Regions from separate parts of the Sus scrofa genome. Here region 1 is linked to region 2. Evidence: chromatin contacts called from public Hi-C data. All regions are on one chromosome and are shown on one strand. Each heading gives the region's core, a stretch centred on a gene start, on an enhancer-like site or on the middle of the called end of the contact. The rest is flanking DNA. Distances are from core to core; before and after follow the strand shown. Region 1 holds the start of HRCT1 (histidine-rich carboxyl terminus protein 1). Region 2 holds the start of NPR2 (natriuretic peptide receptor B/guanylate cyclase B (atrionatriuretic peptide receptor B)).

The links. Hi-C and Micro-C count contacts between places; a contact is called where the count stands out from the background.
Region 1: a contact with region 2 is called in a Hi-C map of epiblast stem cells, with 4 times the contacts expected there. The contact joins the promoter of HRCT1 here to the promoter of NPR2 in region 2. A contact is called at or near these places in 2 of 47 Hi-C or Micro-C datasets (embryonic fibroblasts and epiblast stem cells).

What each region holds. Positions count from the first base shown.
Region 1 is chr1:236,667,328-236,671,849 of Sscrofa11.1, reverse strand. It overlaps HRCT1 (histidine-rich carboxyl terminus protein 1), which reads right to left and starts at 1,432. Exons shown (of 1, transcript XM_021065921.1): 1 at 415-1,432. The coding sequence starts at 1,246. The coding sequence ends at 890.
Region 2 is chr1:236,507,839-236,512,559 of Sscrofa11.1, reverse strand. It overlaps NPR2 (natriuretic peptide receptor B/guanylate cyclase B (atrionatriuretic peptide receptor B)), which reads right to left and starts at 2,750. Exons shown (of 22, transcript NM_001244322.1): 1 at 2,084-2,750; 2 at 1,080-1,285. The coding sequence starts at 2,750.

The DNA of each region.
Region 1 (4,522 bases), core at 183-2,682, 160 kb before region 2:
TGTGCCATGACGGGAACTCCTTACCAAGGAAACTTTGAATTCAGCACAGCCCACAGAGCGGGGCTTTCTGCATGTCCAGGGCACATTCTGCCTAGAGATGGGCTGGAAAGAGCCTGGGCAGCCTTGACCCTCCTCTCTCTGAGCCCCTGGACTGTCACACAGAAGCCCAGAGCCCCATGGGTACAGGGAGAGTCCGGTCTGGGCACGGCTGCCTACAAACCCTAACTCCTTTCTTGGAGCTCAGACCCACCTCTCACCTACTGTCCTGGAGCCCTGCAGAGCTGCTCCGTGTCCCCCAGGGCACAGCCGGCGCAGGCACTCACTTCCTGCCAGAGAGGAAGGTCCAGGCCAGAGCAGACACAGGCCTGGCGGCTCCCTCCCACTTGAGTTACAATAATAAAGGGCCTCTTGACAAAAGCTTCTTGGTGCTTTTTATTTTCTTGTATTAAGGCTGCACTGAATTGACCGTGCAGCCTTAGACTGCCTTCTGCAAATGAAAGGGTGGTGCCAGGGCCCCTTCCAGCTATTGCCCTGGACGGAGGCCCGGACATTCAGAGAGAGTAGGGTACACCTTCTGTGCATCTGCACACATAGCAGCTGGCACTCCTGGTGCCAGGTGGGAGTTGCAGTCACGAAGCGGTGTCCATCCTCGGAGACCACCTATCAGCCTATCAGCTCTCTGGCCTATCAGCCTCCGGTGTGAGCAGGGGCACCCCCGGTGGTGGTCCTAGGCTCTCTGCCTCCATCGTTGCCCACTGGGGTGTAGCATGCAAATGACACCCAAGCAGGACCTGGCTTTCACCATGGAGAGGTGCCCTTCTGCGCAGGAAAGCAGGAGTCCACTTGTCCTGGTGACGGTGAGGCAGGTGGCAGCTGCCATTCGCAGGCATCAGCGGCGGCCTCGGTGGGAGTGGGCATGGGCTTGGCGGTGGGCGTGGGAGTGGGCCTGGTGGTGGTGGTGGTGGTGGTGGTGGTGATGGTGGCGGTGGCCCGCCTGGGGCGCCTGGAATGCCCGGCCAGTGTGACGGAAATGATGCAAGCGTCCCAGGTGGCCTCGGCCTGCGGAGATCCAAGACTGGGCCCACCAGACTCGGTTTCTTCTTGCAGCAGGAGGGTTCTTCTCCACGTCACGCTCCTCCTGTCTGCGGTACAAACAGGTGGCCAGCAGCAGCAGCAGCAGCAGCACGGCCACAGCGGCGCCTGCGATCAAGCCCACGAGGGCCGTGCTCCCCAGGAGGCCCAGCATCTGGGAGCTGGCCAGTGGATAGGAGCCTGGTGGCTTCTCGCTGCTTCTTCCCCTTCAGCGGCTTCTGCTCCGTCCTCACAGTCCCTGGACTGTGTTTTCTCAGCTCCTGTGGGCTGGAGAGCAGCCAGGGAATGTGGGCGCAGCCTCTTTGGGCTGGAGCTGCTGGCCAAGGGGAGGCCAGGCAACTGTTAGCTCTGGGGAAGCCTGCAGCAAGGCTAGGTGGGGACAGAGGAGCTGAAAGGAGGGGCCATGGGGGGAGAGCCCTGGGGCTGGAGATAAGAAGTTTAGGGCCCCCAACTGTGCCGCCTGGCCGAGTGACTGGACCAGCCCCATACCCTCCCTGGGCCTCAGTTCCTGCTTCTCTCAGGGACAAAGGTTCCACACAGCAGTTAAGAACATGGGTTCTGGAACCACCTGCTCATTAGCCCTGTGACTGTGCACAGGTTTCCTAAGCTCACTGTGTCTCAGTTTCCTCATCTGTAAAATGGCTCAGAGGGGTATCCCTCCTCATAAGGTTTTCCGAGAATTCAAGGAGTCAAGATGTATAAAGCACTTAAACCAGTTCCTTTCTTTCTTTCTTTCTTTTTTTTTTTTTTTTTTTTTTTTTTGGTCTTATGTCTTTTTAGGGCCACTCTCATGGCATATGGAGATTTCCGGGCTAAGGGTTGAATTGGAGCTGTAGCCACCAGCCTATGCCACAGCCACAGCCACGCAGGATCCCAGCCACATCTGAGACCTACACTACAGCTCACGGCAACACCGTATCCTTAACCCACTGAGCGAGGCCAGGGATTGAACCCACATCCTCATGGATGCTAGTCGGATTCGTTAACAACTGAGCCATGATGCGAACTCCTTTTTCTCTTCTTCTTTTTTTTTTTTTTTTTTGTCTTTCTTAAACCAGTTGCTGACACACGTGTTTGCCACTGATACTATGACAGTGGACTTTAGATGACTTGGAAGACCCTGTCCGGCAGCCCACATAGGCCTCTGGGACAGAGTCTGTGTCAAGCAAACTGTCCCACTCCAGGAGCTCAGGTGGGCCCTGGTGACAGATTCTTATCAGCCAAGGAGGTGAAATAACTCTCTCTGGGTCCTGGGTCCTGCCAGGTCTGGGAGCCAAGAGAGTCTGGGTGTCAGCCCAGGGCTGCAGGAGGCAGCCAGGAGGCCGCTGAAGTCAGAAGGGCCAGGCCCCAGTCTCAGCCTCCAGGCTCACAGTCAACAAGCTAACTGGCCATAAATGGCAGGCTCCTTGCTCCATCCCATCCTCCCTGCCCAGCGGTCATAAGCTGCCCTTCCTGCCTGGGGGAGAATGTACAGAGTGGGCAGGACCTGAGCAGTAGACCTGAATCCTCTGTTCAGCTAGACAAGCTCTTCTGGTCCCACCCACGTGTTCAGGGATGGGCGCTCACTATCGCCCTGGGCAGCCTTTTCTGCTGTGGGCTTGTCGAGCTGTTCTCACGGCTCTTCCGAACATACTGCAGGGCCTCCCGGAGGCCCAGCTCTGCGTCTTGATCCTGGAGACCAGGGGTGCCTGAGGCATCCACGGGGAGCACCCAGCCCAGCCCTTCCTCTCGCTCTTCTCCCTGCTACCCAGAGGGATGTTTGCAGCAGCCTGTCTCTGTGTGACCTTGGACAAGCTCCCCCCCTGCAGCCTGTTCCTCCTCGAGGCAAGTGCCAGGGCAAGAGGGGACCTCTGGGGACCTTCCCTCTCTGACCTCAATCCAAGAAGCGCTCTCTCAGGGAGGCCTCAAACCCTGAGCGCAAACCTCCACTGGATGAAAAGGCCAAACATTCCCTTCAAACAAATTGGGCTCAGGGGGCAGTGAGTCTAATGAGCCCTGGGGCTTTCACCCCGGGGGGCCAGGCGTGGAGGAAGGAAGCCACTTGAACTTTTAATGATGCTCAAGTGAGAACTCCCTCCAGTGGCTTCCGGAGAGCCCCCGGGGAGCCCAACGGCCTCCCCTGAGGGCCTGTTAAGGAAGGAAGGCAAACAGAACTTTCTCCTCCTTCGGAGACCAGCCACGGGAGGGGGCAGGGCCCGGCCAGCTGCCTGCAGACTCCAGGCAACACAAAGGGCTTCTCGGAATCAGCCAGACCCAACCCTCACTGAGAGCTGGAGAAACTGAGTCCAGAGAAGGAAGGGGACTGGCCTAAGGTTCCCGGGCTTTGTGTGTTATCCTGATGGCACGATTCCTGGAGGGAGGGGAACTCCAGAGTGATAGTCTGAGATCAGCAGGGACTGTCCACAGAGATAACAGCAAAAGGATGTGACGATATGGGGGCGACGTGGGGGTGAGGGGGTAGGAGGAGCAAGGGCAGCGATTTGGGAGAACATGTATACACACACGTATTTTCCTAAGTGCACGGTCACTTCTCATCTGAAAAGATACAATCCAGAGGTGGCTGTCTGCTTCCCCTGGGCACTCAGCGGAAGGGGCTGACCACAGCCCTCCAGGACCTCCATTACAAGTGACCATGTCTCTCTAGAGGATGTGCGACTGTTTCCAGGTTCCCTGCCTGGAAAAGCTGTCCTGTGGTGGTGGTGGTGTGCTTCTCCCATAGGGTCGGGGCATCCACACACTCCACAAGCAGCCTTCCTGGCTGAGGGGTCAGCCTTTTAGAGTTCATATCATTTGCTTCACATACATACTTTCCAGGGTGCACAGACCTCTGCATATACTTGCATGCATGTTGATGTGCATTTGTAAACCAACAGGGCCCAGCAAGCAAACTCATGCACCAAGAAGTGTGTGTGTACACACTTCTGCACATATGCGCAAGTACAGAGAAGTTGCCTACAAGCTCACAAACTTGAGTATGTACTAGCTGCAAGTGGCTTTTTGTCCCTTGAAAGCAACCATTGTTTTCACTAATTGGTGGCACCACCTAGTGGTGACACTGTAAATAAATCTGTTTTGACCTGTCAAAAGTTGAGTTTCCTGACTTTTGCTTATAGACTGTAATTTAATTCATTCACTTAATTCCTCTCTGGTCCAAATTCTAGTCCAGAAACTCTAAAGAATTTCTACAAGATACAGTGCGGATTGAACCAGACCGATGGATTTATCAGCTAAGGAAGAGCATCCCTGGGAAGCAACGAAGGAGGCACTCCTTCAGAGTCATCTGTGATAGACAGCTGGACGAGGCATCAATGTGGGGTGGGCTCAGGCAGGAAAGAAGCTGAGTGACACTGGGAACTGCCAAGTGTCTGCTCACAGGCAGCTGGCCAAGACTCAGCCCATCTTTCTGTTTGCACAGAAAAGCAGGGACATT
Region 2 (4,721 bases), core at 1,501-4,000:
CTCTTCATGGAAAAACTCAAGGACCTCACCATTCAAGTCCTAGCACCTCAGTCTTAGGTTCAGAGCCCTCCTTAATCCAAGTCTACCCCTACAATATGATTTCCTATAACCCGCTTCAAGTGAAGCCTTCTTTCTTGACAGGTCAGTATCTTCTTGGACCCCCACACATGCCCACTCCTGTTTTCTCAGCTCCAGCTGCCTGGATCCTCTCTCCCACTCTAACTAGGAATACGACATCTCCCTTTCAAGTCACAATAGAGTCTTACTTCCTTTATTTATTTATGTAGTTTTTTAGGGCCGCATCCGCAGCATATGTAGGTTCCCAGGCCAGGGGTCCAATTGGAGCTGTAGCCACCAGCCTACACCACAGCCATGGCAACTCCAGATCTGAGCCGCATCTACGATCTACACCGCAGCTCATGGCAATGCTGGATCCTTAACCCACTGAGCGAGGCCGAGGATCGAACCTGAGTCCTCATGGATGCTAGTCGGGTTCCCTAACTGCTGAGCCACGACGGGAACTCCTCTCACTTCCTTGATAAAAGCCTTCCTTAAACTCAGTCCACCCTGACTCTCTCCTCTGAACCACTGAGGTTCTTAGGGTCTGCTCCAGGACACATAATCACAACCTTTCTCATACTTGCATCCAACTGTAATGCAATCATGCCTGGCCTCTCCAGAAAGGGTGGAAGCCCTCCCAGGGGCTGGGACTAGATATTCTTCTGAACTTTTCTCTCCCACAGTATATCTACTACCGCTACTGAGCAAAGTCAGTGTTTCGGGATCTTGGGAGGCAGCCTTGGCAGACACACTGAGAAAGAGGCACAAAGGTGTGGAAGTAAAAAGAATCTGAGTCTAGACTTGGAAAGTCTCAGTTTGTTTAGCTCACAATTCCTTCCTTATTGTTTCTGTGGGGTCTTGTGAGAGACAGATAATCCCCAAAGAAGCTCCTCTCCCCCCGCCCCTTCAAGCGTGGCTCAAATGATACCTGAAAAGCTTCTCTGAGGGCCTGTGAGAGACAGATAATCCCCAAAGAAGCTCCTCTCCCTCCGCCCCTTCAAGCGTGGCTCAAATGATACCTGAAAAGCTTCTCTGAGGGCCTGTGCCTGTTCCCGGGTGTGATTGTCCTGCCAGGGCCGGCCTGTGGAGCGCGTAGGGCCTGCACGAAGACTCTCCCCAAAGACGTCCAGGTAAAAGAAGACATAATCCCCGTTGGTCAGGTTCTCCCTCTGGGCCTGAAGCAGGATCTCATGCAGCATCTCCAGAGGGCCGCAGATATACACAACTGGGAGCAGGTACATGACAGAGGGGCGCTCTGAGAAAAGTATCCAGGACCCTGAACCGCCCCCTCTCTGACCATCTGCGTTTCCATCTTTAGCAAGGAACAGAAGCCCTAACTATCAACCACCCAGCAGATGTTCCCCATCCCTCCCCCTTGGAGATTCTGTCTTAAGTACCCTGGGGGCTGTATGGACCATCTGGCAAAAGTCAGAGTCGGACTCCAGACCCCAGAGGAAGGGAGCTCACCCTCAAGCCCCTCCCCTTCCCCGAGCCCTGCCTGCTGCTCCCCACCCAGCCCTCCTCGCTCCCCACTCTGCCCTGCCCTTCTCTAAGCTCAAAGGCACTGACGGCTCAGAATTTCTCTCCACATGAGCGTTACCATATTTCCCAGCCAAATCTGCGGCACCCCAAAGCCCATTCATGGAGTCCCCACTCTTTCTGTGCCACCAAGAGGGCTTAGTGGCCCAGTCTGAGAAGTCTCTGCCCAGACAGGCACACATTTTGGAGTGACCATCAGCCACATTCATGACTCCAGGACCCTCTAGATTGCTCCTCAAATTCAACCCCCCCCAATCCCACGATCTCCCCAACACAAGCTTCACCCCTCATGCTATCTTATCCCTTGTTCACATCTGCCTGAGATGTCCACAAGCCCCTAGCCCTCGCCCAGGGATTCAGTCCACATGTGCTTCCTGATCCCGACCACCACATTCAGCTCCTCGAAGCCTGTCTCCCAGCGCTGAGCTCCAGGGACACAGCGACCCTCCTCCCCTAACCCTGAAATAGCCTGGGCCACACTCACTGCGCCCGTTGGCCCGGATGAAGTGGGTGGCCTGCTCAGGGCCCCCTGGCTCACGGGCATACACCTGGTGCTGCACACTGAGGTTGCTGCCCTGCAGGGCCTCAAAGACGCCCTCGATGGTGAAGTAGTGAGGCCGGTCATCTGTGCGAGCATCCAGATACAGCAAGGCAGCACGGGCAGTCCAATTGAAGTGCCCGTGTAGCATCACTACAAACTCACCCAGCTTGGGAGCAGAGGGGCCAGTGCGCACCAGGGTACGGTAATGCTCATTCTTAGCCGAAAAACCAGAGGCCACAGCACCCGCAGTCAGCAGGGGAAGGCGCCAGTGTGAGGCAAAGCGGGCCACAGAGGCAGCGGGGTACACGCAACCGGGGCCCAACAGAAGGTCGGGGTCATGGTACAGCTTGAGGTCCACAGCGCGCAGCGGTGCCAGGTACTCAGAGCAGGCGCCATCTAGTTCAGAGCTGACAAACCGTAGGTCCACGGGCAGAGCCCGGCCCAGCGCCTCCACAGCTAGTGCCACAGCAGGACCCACCCGTGGCCAGGCCCAGGCATAGCTCAGGTTGTGTTCTGGCAGCACCACCGCCAGCGTCAGGTTCCGTGGCCCGGGAGGACGCACCCCACCTGCCAGGGCTGCCACCAACAGCAGGAGTGATGGCAGTGCCATGGGGAGAAAGCGGCAGCCCCACCACCCCCAGAACCTGGGGCCACTCTGGCCTACGGAGGAGGCACAAGCACCACCCAGCCTGGAACCTAAAGACTACCAGGAAGAGAAGCGAGGATAAGCCAGGTAGGCTGGGATACAGAAAGTGGCAGGGATGGGAGAGGAGGAGGAGATGGGAGGAACCCCAGGGACTGAGCGGGTCCACCAACCTAGGGCATGGACAGGGGAGGACTAGGAGTAGGGTGGCAGGAGGAGGGAGGGACCAAGGGGGCCTGCGACTGGGATGGGAATGGTGGGAGGTGAAGTCGGCTGATGAATCCAAAGCTGAGAAGGAAAAGGGGATCGGAGACTGGGATGGGGTGGGGGTGGGGGTGGGGGGGAGACTGGTACAAAGAGAAGGCCTGGGGGGACCCCACAGCTGAAGGGGCTAGGGGAGCAGAGAGCTGCGAAAAGGAGGACCGAGGGGACAAGGTGGGAGGGGGCCAGCGCCGCGGAAGGACTGGGACCATGGGCAGGCGGGGAGCGAAGCGAGGCCTGGGCCGGAGGGGAGGGAAAGGCAGGGGTAAATCTCCCTGTGAAGGCTTCTCCTGAAGCTCCTGCTTGGACTAACGGGCCCAGGGCGCTGGTCCCATCCGGAGCTGCGGCGGCCCCGCCCGTGTCCCAGCTCCTCTCTGCTCCGCTTCTCCTGGGCCCGGGCGGCCGGCGCAGCCCGGCGCTTCCTCCCGCCCCCGCCTGGGCCCCCGGGCGCGCCGCTCGTCCAGGTCAGGTCGCCGCGGCCCCGCCGTCTCCGCTCGCTGCGCCGGCGGCGGCCGAATGTGACTCCCGGGGCAGGCCGCCCGCCTTCCCCGCCCCCTCCCCGCGGCCCCTCCTCCTCCCTCCCGGCCCCACCCTCCGGCGCCTGCTGTCTCCCCCCACCCTCCACCCGGGGGACCGGGGACGTCCCAGATCCCAAGCCCACCCGGTGACAAGTCGGGGGGCTCCGCGCGAGGGCCTCTCAGGCCGGCGAGGTTCCGGGCGTCCCCTCACTACAAGGCCTACCCCAGTCTCCCCCAAGCCCCTGGCCCACCCCGCTCGGCTCTCCATCTCTCACCCTCCCACCAGCCCAGAGTCACTCGTCCCAGCCCCTCGCGTCTCCCACTCTTCTTAGGGTCTCCTTTCTTAACTTGCCTGAGTCCCTCCAACACTCCACAGTCTCCAGGAAGCAGTCAGGACCCACATATTTGGTATCCTCATTTGGCCTCCACCTAGGAAACCATACCACCCTCCTCATTGCCGGGAACTTCTCCCTCCTTCACCAGTAAGACTGCTCCCTGGAAGGCAGCCCCCTCCAGGACCAGGGCAGATTTTTCCTGAGTCCTTTCGAAGTCTGTGAGCCTCCTTCTTCCACAGGACCCAACCCTCCAGTCTCCCTCTTCCTGTCCCCAACCCCCAGCCCCAGCATCCTCTGAGCCCTGCCAGGTCCTCAGAGGCCACTGTAGCCCTCTGGGCTCCCACTGCACCATCTGCTCCAGGGCTGGACCCCAGAACGTCCTCTTCTGTCTTTTGCCTCCCTGCAGAGCCCCAGCTCGCACCTGATAAAAGCTCAGGGACTGAGCAGAACATATACCCCCAGCAACGGAAGCCCACGGTGTCCCCCTTGGGTTACACCCCGCTGCCTAGCTTCAAGCCTAGAAGTCTCATCCCAGACACCCCATATCTGGAGGGAGGGCTGATCTGATCTGGGAAACAGCTTGTGAGGAATGATATCATGGTGGCTGGGAGGGATTGCAGTGGGGCCTTAGGGAGTTTTCCTCAAATTGTCACAAAGGAGATACACATAAACCCATTATCCTCCCCTTGCTGAGAGCCACAGTTTGTCTCCCACTTCAAGCCACTTCTCCCAAAATCCTAGTGCCAAGAAGCTGAGAGAGTCCCTTGAGTAGAGGGAGAAAGGTGGGTGTGAGGGGAGAGGAGGGGCCTAGTTTCTCTGAGATG